Linked DNA regions of Bos taurus: region 2 is linked to region 1. The links are chromatin contacts, called in public Hi-C maps. All regions are on one chromosome and are shown on one strand. The core of a region is the stretch at or near the end of the contact, and the rest is flanking DNA. Distances in the headings are between cores, read along the strand shown.

Region 1 (5,195 bases), core at 1,425-3,924:
TCCTGGACTCTTATGTAGTGTGTGTGTGAATATATGTGTATGATGGTGTGTGTATGTCAGATTGTTTCCCCCTAATGTAATAGTAAAATAATTAAAGAGCAGGGTTGTGGAGGGTTTTTCAGGGGCGGGGAGAGGGCAGAGAAGGGGACAAAGATTACAGAGATTCACCTCTGGAACAAATTTATTGCCCCAAGTAATTGAAGTCGCTTTCCTAGAAGCTAATATTGCTCCAGGGCCCCAGTGTCAGACCCCCTACCTACTCAGGAGCTCGGGTTGGGAGCCCTGGGCCTGAAGGGGCCGTGTAGCGCCACCTTCCGATCGCGACCTTAGGGGTGCTCCCTTCCTCCCAGCGCGTTCCTCCCAACTGCGGCCCCTTCGGGTCTGGGGGTGTGTGGGAGGGTGTGGGGGTGGCGGGCGCGGACCTCGGTCAACGGCAGGGAGCGCCCTTGGGCGGCGCTTGGACCGGGGCTGCAAGGCGGCCTGCGCTCCTCCTTCTCGCCCCCTCCCCACATTCCTTTGTTCTGGCGCGGGGGTCTAGGCTGCACCGAGGCCCCTCTGCGCCGCCCACCCGGCGGGGGCGGGCCCGGGGGGGCGTGGCGCGGGGGGCGGGCGGGGGCCGCCGAGGGACCGTCCGCTGCCGGGGAGTGCGGTGCTCCCTAGGTTCGCTTGGGCGGAAAGAGGGAAAGGGGAAGGGAGGAGGGAGAGAGAAGAGGGCAGCTGGAGCTGGGGGATCGGAGCCGAGCGAGCTGGAGGGACCCAGGGCGAGGCCGCTCCGCGCGGAGAGGGCTGCCCGGCCCCCTGAGCGCTTCAGCGCCGCGGCCCGGGCTGCTCCAGGGGCCTGCCCCTTGCTTTTTTTGCGCGCTGAGCTCCTGAGCACCGCCGACACCTTTGTTCGAGAAGGCGTCATTGTGTGTCCTTCCGATTCTTGTAAAATGAAAAAGACCTAAGAAAACCACCAAATGTCAACAGACCACAAAAATTGGAGGTGGGGGGTGGGGGTTGCTTCAGTATTGATGATGATGACAAGGAGGACCCCAACTTGACGAGTCAAGTGTATATATATATATTTTTTGTGTGTGTTGGTAGATATATATTTTGAACACTAGTTATGTGGCTAGACTAGAGAGAACTCGAATCCCCCCGAGTTAAATATTTTAAAAAATCACAACACTTGTGTGGATGGGATACCGCTGTCCTGCTGAGTAAGACTACGGTACTTTCATCCTGGCAATAAGTCTTCTGAGACTGTGCTCATGCAATAAATCGCAGTAAATTCAGGGCAGCGTCACAGTTCTCTAAAAGCCATCAGCGAAAAGTGTATTGTTTAAAAAGTTGGCTTCTGTGGGATCAAATCCTATCCACCCCCCTCCCCCGTCCCTAATGGTTTCTTTTGAGTTTCAGGCAGGTCAGTAGCTAGGAAACAGTGAAGTGCTACCTAGGAATACAGGCTCTGGGCTCAGAAAAGCTGGGTCCCAGGCCCTAGTCTTGGGGACTGCTCTGATAGGCCTCCGAGGTAAACTGAGGGAATAAATCCTGTTTATTTAGCTGGAGAGTTGTGGGGAGCTCAGTAAATGCTTCCTGTCTAAGTGACTTAAGTGACCAGGAAGCAGGTATATGTGCGTGTGTATGTGTGTGTATTTTAATATTCATCTTTATTTTTCACTGCCTAAGTCTCTGTGCAGTAAGGGTTGAAGTTTGAACTAAGCCTATAGTTAAAGATTCTTCTTGAAATACTGTGCTTTTGTTGTTGTTGTTGTTCTAGTAATGATTAATTTTTTTCTCAAAACTATTTGCTATTTCATTCAATGGTAATTTTAGTTTGAAGGAAATTCTTGACAGGATTGCAGAACCTCATACTTCCCAAGTCATTGGGTTAATGTTCGGGGGAACTGTTTAAAGGAACAGAGAGAGGTGAGTTGATGGTAGCGTTAATTGTGTAAAAAGGGCCAAACAGCTGTCTTTTTCCAGTTCCCTTGACTTGTTTTGATGGTTTTCCTGGGCCTGGATAATCTCTGGGTCTAAAATTCCAGTCAGAGATCACAGGCTGGTTCGACCTCACAGATGAGCTATCCTGGGAGGCAGTGTGTGCATCCTTTATGGTTAAAACCCTAGGATATGCCCCATGAAACTGTCAGTGGTTGACCTATTAATGTAGAATTAAATTTCATTTGGTTTATCCTTGTAACATAGAACAATGCTTCGCTAAGAATTACAAGAGGCAAAAATTAGGCCTGGAACTAATCATAATTGTTGCCTTGATGCTGCTTATTCTTCAGAAGAGATGATGAGCTAGTACTTACTAAAATGGACCCTGCCTGTGCCAGGCACTGTGTTGACTCTTCTATTATCATCCCCATTTTAGACTTAAGAAAGTGGACCTTAGGAGAAATTGATTAGCAGTCCAGGCCAGGAACCTGAAAAATGGGTTTGTGGGGGAGGGGGGCTCTGTCTCTGTCTCTTCCCTGAGTATGAATGCAAGCTCACTGGAGTTTTTGAAACAATTTCCTTTTCTGTGTTAAAGACTTATCTTTGCTAAGTGCAATTATAACATCACTATGATGCAACAACCTGAAAATTAAAACCCTTTGTTTGGGCCCTTTCCCATGTTGAGCAATGTGCTTGACTCACCAGCTGAGTGGATATTTCTAGTTGACCTTGCTTTGGTCCATAGAGTCAGTTCCGAGATGTGAATGTGATTGCAGCATAGAATGGAAAAGGTGCAGTCATATTGCCGAGGCTTTATTTTTACCCGAGTAAAATCACACATACTTCATTATTTCCATTGTAATCCAGATGGCATTGATGCTGTTCAGAGTTGTTTATTTTTAATTTGTATTAAGGAATGAGAGCACACTTGGGATTCAATTCAAAATATGACAGAAACAATGTAATTGAAGTTTCCTTTAATATTCATTTCTTGTTTTTGTAAGGTATGCCTGTATTTCACAGGGTTAACACATTGTTTGATATCCTGTTATTTTTCTAAATTACATTTGAGTTGATTTTTATCCAGATTGGACTTGTGTGAGAATGTCGAAAGACATTGACCTTTGATCACAGACATTACATAAGAGCTTTTCAGTTTCAAAATGAAGTTATATTACCACCACCCCCAATTATCTCTCAAATTTCATTACAAATAACTTTCTTGTAGTTAAAAAAACACTGTTTCTCATATGGTTTTAATTAGAGTATGCTAGCTTGCTTTTATGATAAGAACGTTTAGTAGAGATTTACTAGATACCTTTCGTAATAATCTGTGCTTTGAGCATTCATTTTCATTGGAAGCAGAATGATGTTTATAAGCCTTTTAGTTCTCAGAACATGGTGTCTTTTATTAATTAACTTTCTAGGGATCTAAAACTGGAATTAAGTAGCCTTCAAATAAACACTAAAAATAAACATTTAAAATAATCTGTTCTACTCATGAGGCACATAGTAAATGGCATTTGTAATCGTCTGCTCACTGGGAAAGAAACTGAACAAGAAATTAAAAAGTCAAGCTGAGGAAAACTGGAATGATTCCTCAGTGTAATTAGGAACATTCACAACCTTGCCCTTTCATACCCTTTTCTCACCCAGCCCTGCGCGCACCCTGTTTTCCCCATCATTGCCACATGTTGCATGTATTCTGGCATTACTTACCTGTTGCAGAAATTTCCTATAACTGGGTTACTTCATGATTATTGGTGTCCCTTAGGATTTCAGATTAGTTGCTAGTTAATGAGAAGTTATCTTTTTGAAAGTTTCAAGAAAACAAATGGTCCCCATTTTGAAGTGACTGCAGATGTTTTTGTTGTTGTTAATGCATTAGTATTTCATCACCCCCACCCTTCCAGTTCCCCTCGCTCAAGCCTTGAAGTTGTTTGGTTGTGTTAGCATCTATGCATTTACCCCCAGCAGTCTTCAGAATATTTCCATTGAGAGCTCGCTTACAAATAGTGGACTCTTTTTATTTAAAAAAATAAAAATAAAAAGTTAGCTTATACTATACTATTTCATATTTCAATCCCGTAAATTATATCAGTGCTATAGTAAAATGCAATGTTGTCATTGTATTTATTAAGTTTAAATCTAATTTTCAAGTAGCCCTTTGTTGAGGATGAGAGAGCAAGGAATTTGAAGTATTTTCATTTATCATAAACTTTCTCTGGTTTTGACACATTCATTTACAGAAGTATCCGAATAGAAAATGTTGGTCAGTTTGTTGCTATGCTAGGATAGATTTTGGCAGAGCGTGTGAGAATCTGTTTATGTGTGTATTCATATCTTGATCAAGTATACATTTCTCTCTGACTTCAGGGTTGAAGTCTATGTTACTAGAGACAGAATTATATTATTAATGGGAGGCATTTATGAGGTTTAACGTAGTTTTCTTAATTGAAAAAAAATTTTATTTTCTAGCCTGATTAGAAGATCCTCGTGCAACTTCAGGGTGTCCCACCCCCAGATTTTATTCTCATCCAGGAAAAGAAAATAAAGCATTTTATTGAAACAATCACATCATGGATTTTACCCACAGGAAGAAAATGTAGGTTAATATTTGCTAGTATTACTAGTTTAAAGAACTGTGAATTGATTCATTAACTTTTATCTTTTTTCACTAAAATGGCACTTGTCTCAAAAATAAGCAGTTGTCTTCCTAGTGGAGAGATGTAGTTTAACATAAAAGATTTTTTTCCTTTAATGGTATCTATACTATATCTCCAAGAGTGTAAACAGCACATTCAGAGAGTAGAGGAAAAATGAGGTAATTTTGTCAAAATATTTCCAAATCATTGGGCATATCAAATAGTACTTCATCTTGTATTGACAGAATGTTAAAATCAGAGATTAGAATAGAAGCAATTTGCAGTCTCTCTCAAGAGATAATAAAATTTTTTCATAGTAGGTTTTAATGTCTAAGCTATTAGTCAGCTTTTAGATGCTTGAAACAAAATGTTTCTTTTCTTGTTTTGTAACAAGTTTAAATTGTCCACTAGTATTTCCCTGAGAGATGTGTTGGAGGCCAGGGAAGATATAGGTCTGTTACTGTAAACATAAGTCATAAGGTCCCTCCTCAAAAAGAAATTAGGACTAGAATTTGTGCTGTAAAGCTTTATTTGTTTAGAGAATTTTCTAAACCAAATTTAATCTTAATTAAAAACATTTAGGTCATCTGACTTAAGTAGAATTTTAAATCTGGGCTTACGAAA
Region 2 (5,195 bases), core at 1,841-4,340, 62 kb after region 1:
TGGGCAAGCTCAGTAGTTGTGGCTCGTGGGCTCAGTAGTTGAGGCGGATGTGCTCTAGGGTGGGCAAGCTCAGTATTGTTTGAGGCTCGTGGGCCGGGGCTCAGTAGTTGAGGCGGATGTGCTCTAGGGTGGGCAAGCTCAGTAGTTGAGGCTCGTGGGCTCAGTAGTTGAGGCGGATGTGCTCTAGGGTGGGCAAGCTCAGTAGTTGAGGCTCGTGGGCTCAGTAGTTGAGGCGGATGTGCTCTAGGGTGGGCAAGCTCAGTAGTTGAGGCTCGTGGGCTCAGTAGTTGAGGTGGATGTGCTCTAGGGTGGGCAAGCTCAGTAGTTGCAGCTCATGGGCTCAGTAGTTGAGGCGGATGTGCTCTAGGGTGGGCAGGCTTCAGTAGTTGCAGCTCACGGGCTCAGTAGTTGAGGCGGATGTACTAGGGTGGGCAGGCTTCAGTAGTTGTGGCTCATGGACCCTAAAGCACAGGCTCAGTGGTTGTGGCACCCAGGTTTAGTTGCTCCAGTGCATATGGATTCTTCCCAGACCAGGGATTGAACCTGTGTCCCCTGCATTAGCAGGCAGATTCTTATCCACTGTGCCACCAGGGAGGTCCATACTCCGATTTCTAATGTAACACAAACAATCTATGACTAGCCTTCTGCAGTTGTCCTAATCAATCACAAGTATTTTCTGAAATTGTATTATTTCAAATAGTACTGTGTCAGGTGTTCTGTAACTCCTTTACTTGAGTTTACAATCTATTGATGAACCAACATAAAGATATCAAAACAATTAGCAATTAATGTAAAAGAATAGTAAAGAGATATTTAATTACCTATTGATTAAATAATATTAAAATTAATATTAAATATCAAAAATTTAGAATTATTTTATAAATATATAATTTTATAAATATTGAAATTAATATTTAATAAATATTATACAGTAAATAATTTAAACAGTAAATAATTAAAAGTATTGTGGTAGTTGAGCTGTAAATTAAATTCTGAGTTTCTCAGCAGAAGTGAACATGATTATAAGAAAAGGGAAAAGATACCAGAGGAAGCAGTTTTTCCTTGGAAGTTCCTTCCTTCAACTTCACGAGATTGCAAAGTGTTACTTTACAGAAGATAGAATAAAAGATGTCCTCAGTGACATTCTCACAGCAGACACAAAAATGGAACCCAGTTGGCTTTATCTTTTTACTTTGTATAAAGCTGAAGGTCTAACATTGGAGGCGTGCGTGCTAAGTCACTTCAGTCATGTCTGACTCTGTCACCCCATGGACTGTATCTCACCAGGCTCCTCTGTCCATGGAATTTTTCAGACAAGAATACTGGAGAGGGTTGCCATTTTCTGCTCCAGGATATCTTCCTGACCCAGGGATTGAACTTAAGTCTCTTGTGTCTCTTGCATTGGCAGGTGGATTCTTTACCACTGTGCCACCTGGCAAGACCACTTTGATGGGCACCTACATTTTAAGTTGATATTCTGCCCGTCTGGTTGAGGGAAAGGCCTCTGTGCTCTAAATCCCACCTCTGCACAAGGTTGGGTTGAGCCTCTTTGTTAAAATGGTGGCACCAGATTACTGGACTCTGGGAAGGGTCGTGCCACTTGCCTGAGTTAGTGGGCTGAGAACTCTTGTTTTCATTGGCTGTTAAACTAAAGAGCCTCTTGATGAGATTAAAAGAAGAGAGTGAAAAAGTTGGCTTAAAGCTCAACATTCAGAAAACTAAGATCATGGCATCCATCCCATCACTTCATGGCAAATAGATGGGGAAACAGTGGAAACAGTGTCAGATTTTATTTTTCTGGGCTCCAAAATCACTGCAGATGGTGACAGCAGCCATGAAATTAAAAGACGCTTACTCCTTGGAAGGAAAGTTATCACCAACCTAGACAGCATATTAAAAAGCAGAGATATTACTTTGCCAACAAAGGTCCATCTAGTCAAGGCTATGGTTTTTCCAGTGTTCATGTCTGGATGTGAGAGTTGGACTATAAAGAAAGCTGAGCACAGAAGAATTGATGCTTTTGAACTGTGGTGTTGGAGAAGACTCTTGAGAGTCCCTTGGACTGTAAGGAGATCCAACCAGTCCATCCTAAAGGAGATCAGTCCTGAGTGTTCATTGGAAGGACTGATGTTGAAGCTGAAACTGCAATACTTTGGCCACCTGATGCGGAGAGCTGACTCATCTGAAAAGACCCTGATGCTGGGAAAGATTGAGGACAGGAGGAAAAGGGGACGATGGAGGATGAGATGGCTGGATGGCATCACCGACTCACTGGACGTGAGTTTGAGTGAATTCCGGGAGTTGGTGATGGACAAGGAGGCCTGGCGTACTGCGGTTCATGGGGTCGCAAAGAGTTGGACACGACTGAGCGACTGAACTGAACTGAACTGAGCTTCATGCCCTTCCTGAACTCCCTATGGTACAAATCACCTATGTTTACAGGCACGTTTAACTGATAACCCACGACTCTTACGGGGCTTTCCTGGAGGCTCAGTGGTAAAGAACTTGCCTACAAATGCAGGAGACGCAGGTTTGACCCTTGGATGGGGAAGATTTCCTGGAGAAGAGAATGGCAACCCACTCCAGTACTCTTGCCTGGGAAATCCCATAGACAGAGGATCCTGTGGGCTACAGTCCGTGGGGTCGCAAAGAGTCGGACATGACTTAGCGATTAAACAATGACAAGACTCTTAACACATGAGAAAACTGGGGTCTCAGGCAGTGCCGCTACCTTGTCAGCCAAACCTGAGACCAAACGTTTCGGTTTACCTTTGCAGCTAACTCAGGACCCCAGAGAGTGCAGGGAGGGGGCTCTCTCCCAGGAATTCTTGTTTCCCTAAAAATATTCCACAGCCTTGGAGAATTACTTTCCCGCTGCCTTGAGTGCACAAGCTAGGACACCTCGTGTCAGACAAGGGAGGCCTGAGCGTGTGGAAACTTCCGTCATCGGTGCTGGGCGGGGCGAGGATTCCCTGTCGGAGCCTGTCAGGAGGAGACCCCGGAGGCGTGGCTGGGCGGGGCGAGCCGGGGGCGGGGCCTGGGCGTGCCCTGCGGCGTGCGCGGGGCTGGCTAGCGCGCGACGGAGGCGGGGCAGCAGCTGCGGGCCCACGCCGTAAACAGACAACATGGCGGTGGCGGCTTCCGCGGCACCCGGGGCCTTGGGCACTTTGCAGGCCAGCCGTGCCCGCTTGGTGGCTGCTTGCTGTGCGCGGCTAGGCCCCAGGTGGAGGCTTCCCGGCTCCTGGACGTGCCCACGGGTCGACTCGACGATATGGGCCCGGGGCTGGACGCCTGCGGCCGGGGGAGCGGCCTGGCAGAGGGGCTACAGCGCAGAGGTGAAGACTGAGGACGAGCTGCGGGTGCGGTACCTGGAGGAGGAGAACCGAGGTGAGGGGTGTGACCCGGGTGACCGTGGGTCCTAGGAAAGGGTCTCAAGGTCGCGTGTTTGGGCTGACGTCAGTGTCTACGGAGAGGCTCGACGAGGGGTGTCCTCCCTTCCCCCACTCATGCTTTACAGCTATTTAGTGCTTTCCATGCCTAAAGAGGGCTTCCCTGGTGGCTCAGAAGGTAAAGAATCTGCCTGCAATGCGGGAGACCTGGTTTTGTCTCTGGGTTCGATCCCTGGGTTGGGAAGATCCCTTGGAGGAGGGCATGGCAACCCACTCCAGTATTCTTGCCTGGGGAATTCCATGGACAGAGGAGCCTGGTGGGCTACAGTCCCTGGGGTGGAAAAGAATCGGACACGACTGAGCAACTAAGCACATGCCTAAAGATGTACTACGGAGCAGCTTACCTGCAAAAGTAGCCCTTGGCGCCAAAGACAGAAATGCAGCTTACGCTTTCATCTTTCGATGAGCCAAGATTAATACATCGGGTGAATGATATTTGCTTCCAGATTTCATTCTTGCTCTGTAATTGCTTTCGGTTAACTCAGCTGTGAAGGGGAGAGTTTTAGAAGCTGCAGTGAAAGTGCACTTTATTATTCTGAATATTCGTCAATTTAAAGCTGTTCATTTGAAAAAAATTTTTTTCTTTTGTTCATTTTATCTTAGAAAGATAGTTTTGTGGACTATTTTCACTTCAATTAGACAATTTTGAGTATTTTCTTGGTTTTCCAGTTCCTTTGCTAAGCTTGGGGATGAGACACAATTGGGGATGATATTGATGTTGCCCTTGAGCTCCTTTAGTGGGAGGAGACAGATGCTTTAGCAAAATAATACAGTGGGAGGAAGGGTAATGATCCAGGGTGTGCGCCAGTCGGTAGGAATGCTGTTAAAGCCCAGCTCCTTTCTCTTGCCTTGTTGGGAGAAGCTAAATGGATCATGAAAGGTGGAAACAGCAGCGTGCCAGAAGAGTAGTCTTCGAATTTTGACATGCAGTTGTTGAGCACCTATAATCTGTTAAACAGACGTGCAAAACCAGTTAAGTCATGTTTGATATCTGTAAGTTGCTAATATATCAAGAGAGATACTGCTGATTAAAAGATTATGCTAACTTTAAAGGCTTGATGAGAGCAAAAGGTTGTAATACCCTCAAGAGGCATATGATCAACTGTATTCAGTGAGATTGGAAGATTCCAGAGGGGAGGTTCTGAAGGTCAAGTTAGGATTTTGCCAGATGCATATGCCGTCCAAGGCGTTCCTTGCAATGGAATTTGACATTACTGAGGCAAACTTCTCTGTGCTTCTATTTTCTTAATGTGTAATATAGAAAAAGTAATACCGACTTTGTATGGCTGCTGTGGAGACTAGATGGGAGTGTGATATTAATTGCCCACTAAGTATCAATCTAGCTCTTAGTGGGTGCTCTGAAGTATATGATGAGTAATTTCATTTATTTATTATTCCTGGCAGAAGAGCATGGTTAAAGGCACGGCATATGAACATGTATGATGTTCTGGGGAAATGACATAGGGCGAATGTGGTTGTAGTATGGCATAACTGCAGAATACTGAGAAATTCAACTGGAAAGTAGATTAGCACTGGAGTGACTAGAGCTGTCCCATCTCTTGGGAGGATTTCAGTTACATTAGGTGTACCAACAGTACATTAGACACAAAAGCATTGCAGGTACAGCTAGTAATATGCACCATATTCTGTATTTTTTTTTAATCTAAATAATGCACCGGAGAAGGCAATGGCAACCCCCTCTAGTACTCTTGCCTGGAAAATCCTGGTAGGCTGCAGTCCATGGGG

Evidence for each region. A called contact is a pair of places that touch in the nucleus more often than the background predicts.
Region 2: a contact with region 1 is called in a Hi-C map of skeletal muscle, with 2.7 times the contacts expected there. The contact joins the promoter of AUH here to the enhancer-like site in region 1. A contact is called at or near these places in 2 of 11 Hi-C or Micro-C datasets (liver and skeletal muscle).

What each region holds. Positions count from the first base shown.
Region 1 is chr8:86,438,962-86,444,156 of ARS-UCD2.0, forward strand. It overlaps a transcript of NFIL3 not described here. Among named protein-coding and RNA genes, the nearest start is that of NFIL3, 7.0 kb to the right of the region's middle. Within about 2 kb of position 2,675, at least 16 of the 102 cell types and tissues checked have an H3K27ac peak or open chromatin away from gene starts, as enhancers often do. A contact at or near this core is called in skeletal muscle, where this site is marked.
Region 2 is chr8:86,500,889-86,506,083 of ARS-UCD2.0, forward strand. It overlaps AUH (AU RNA binding methylglutaconyl-CoA hydratase), which reads left to right and starts at 3,091. Exons shown (of 12, transcript NR_198874.1): 1 at 3,091-3,387.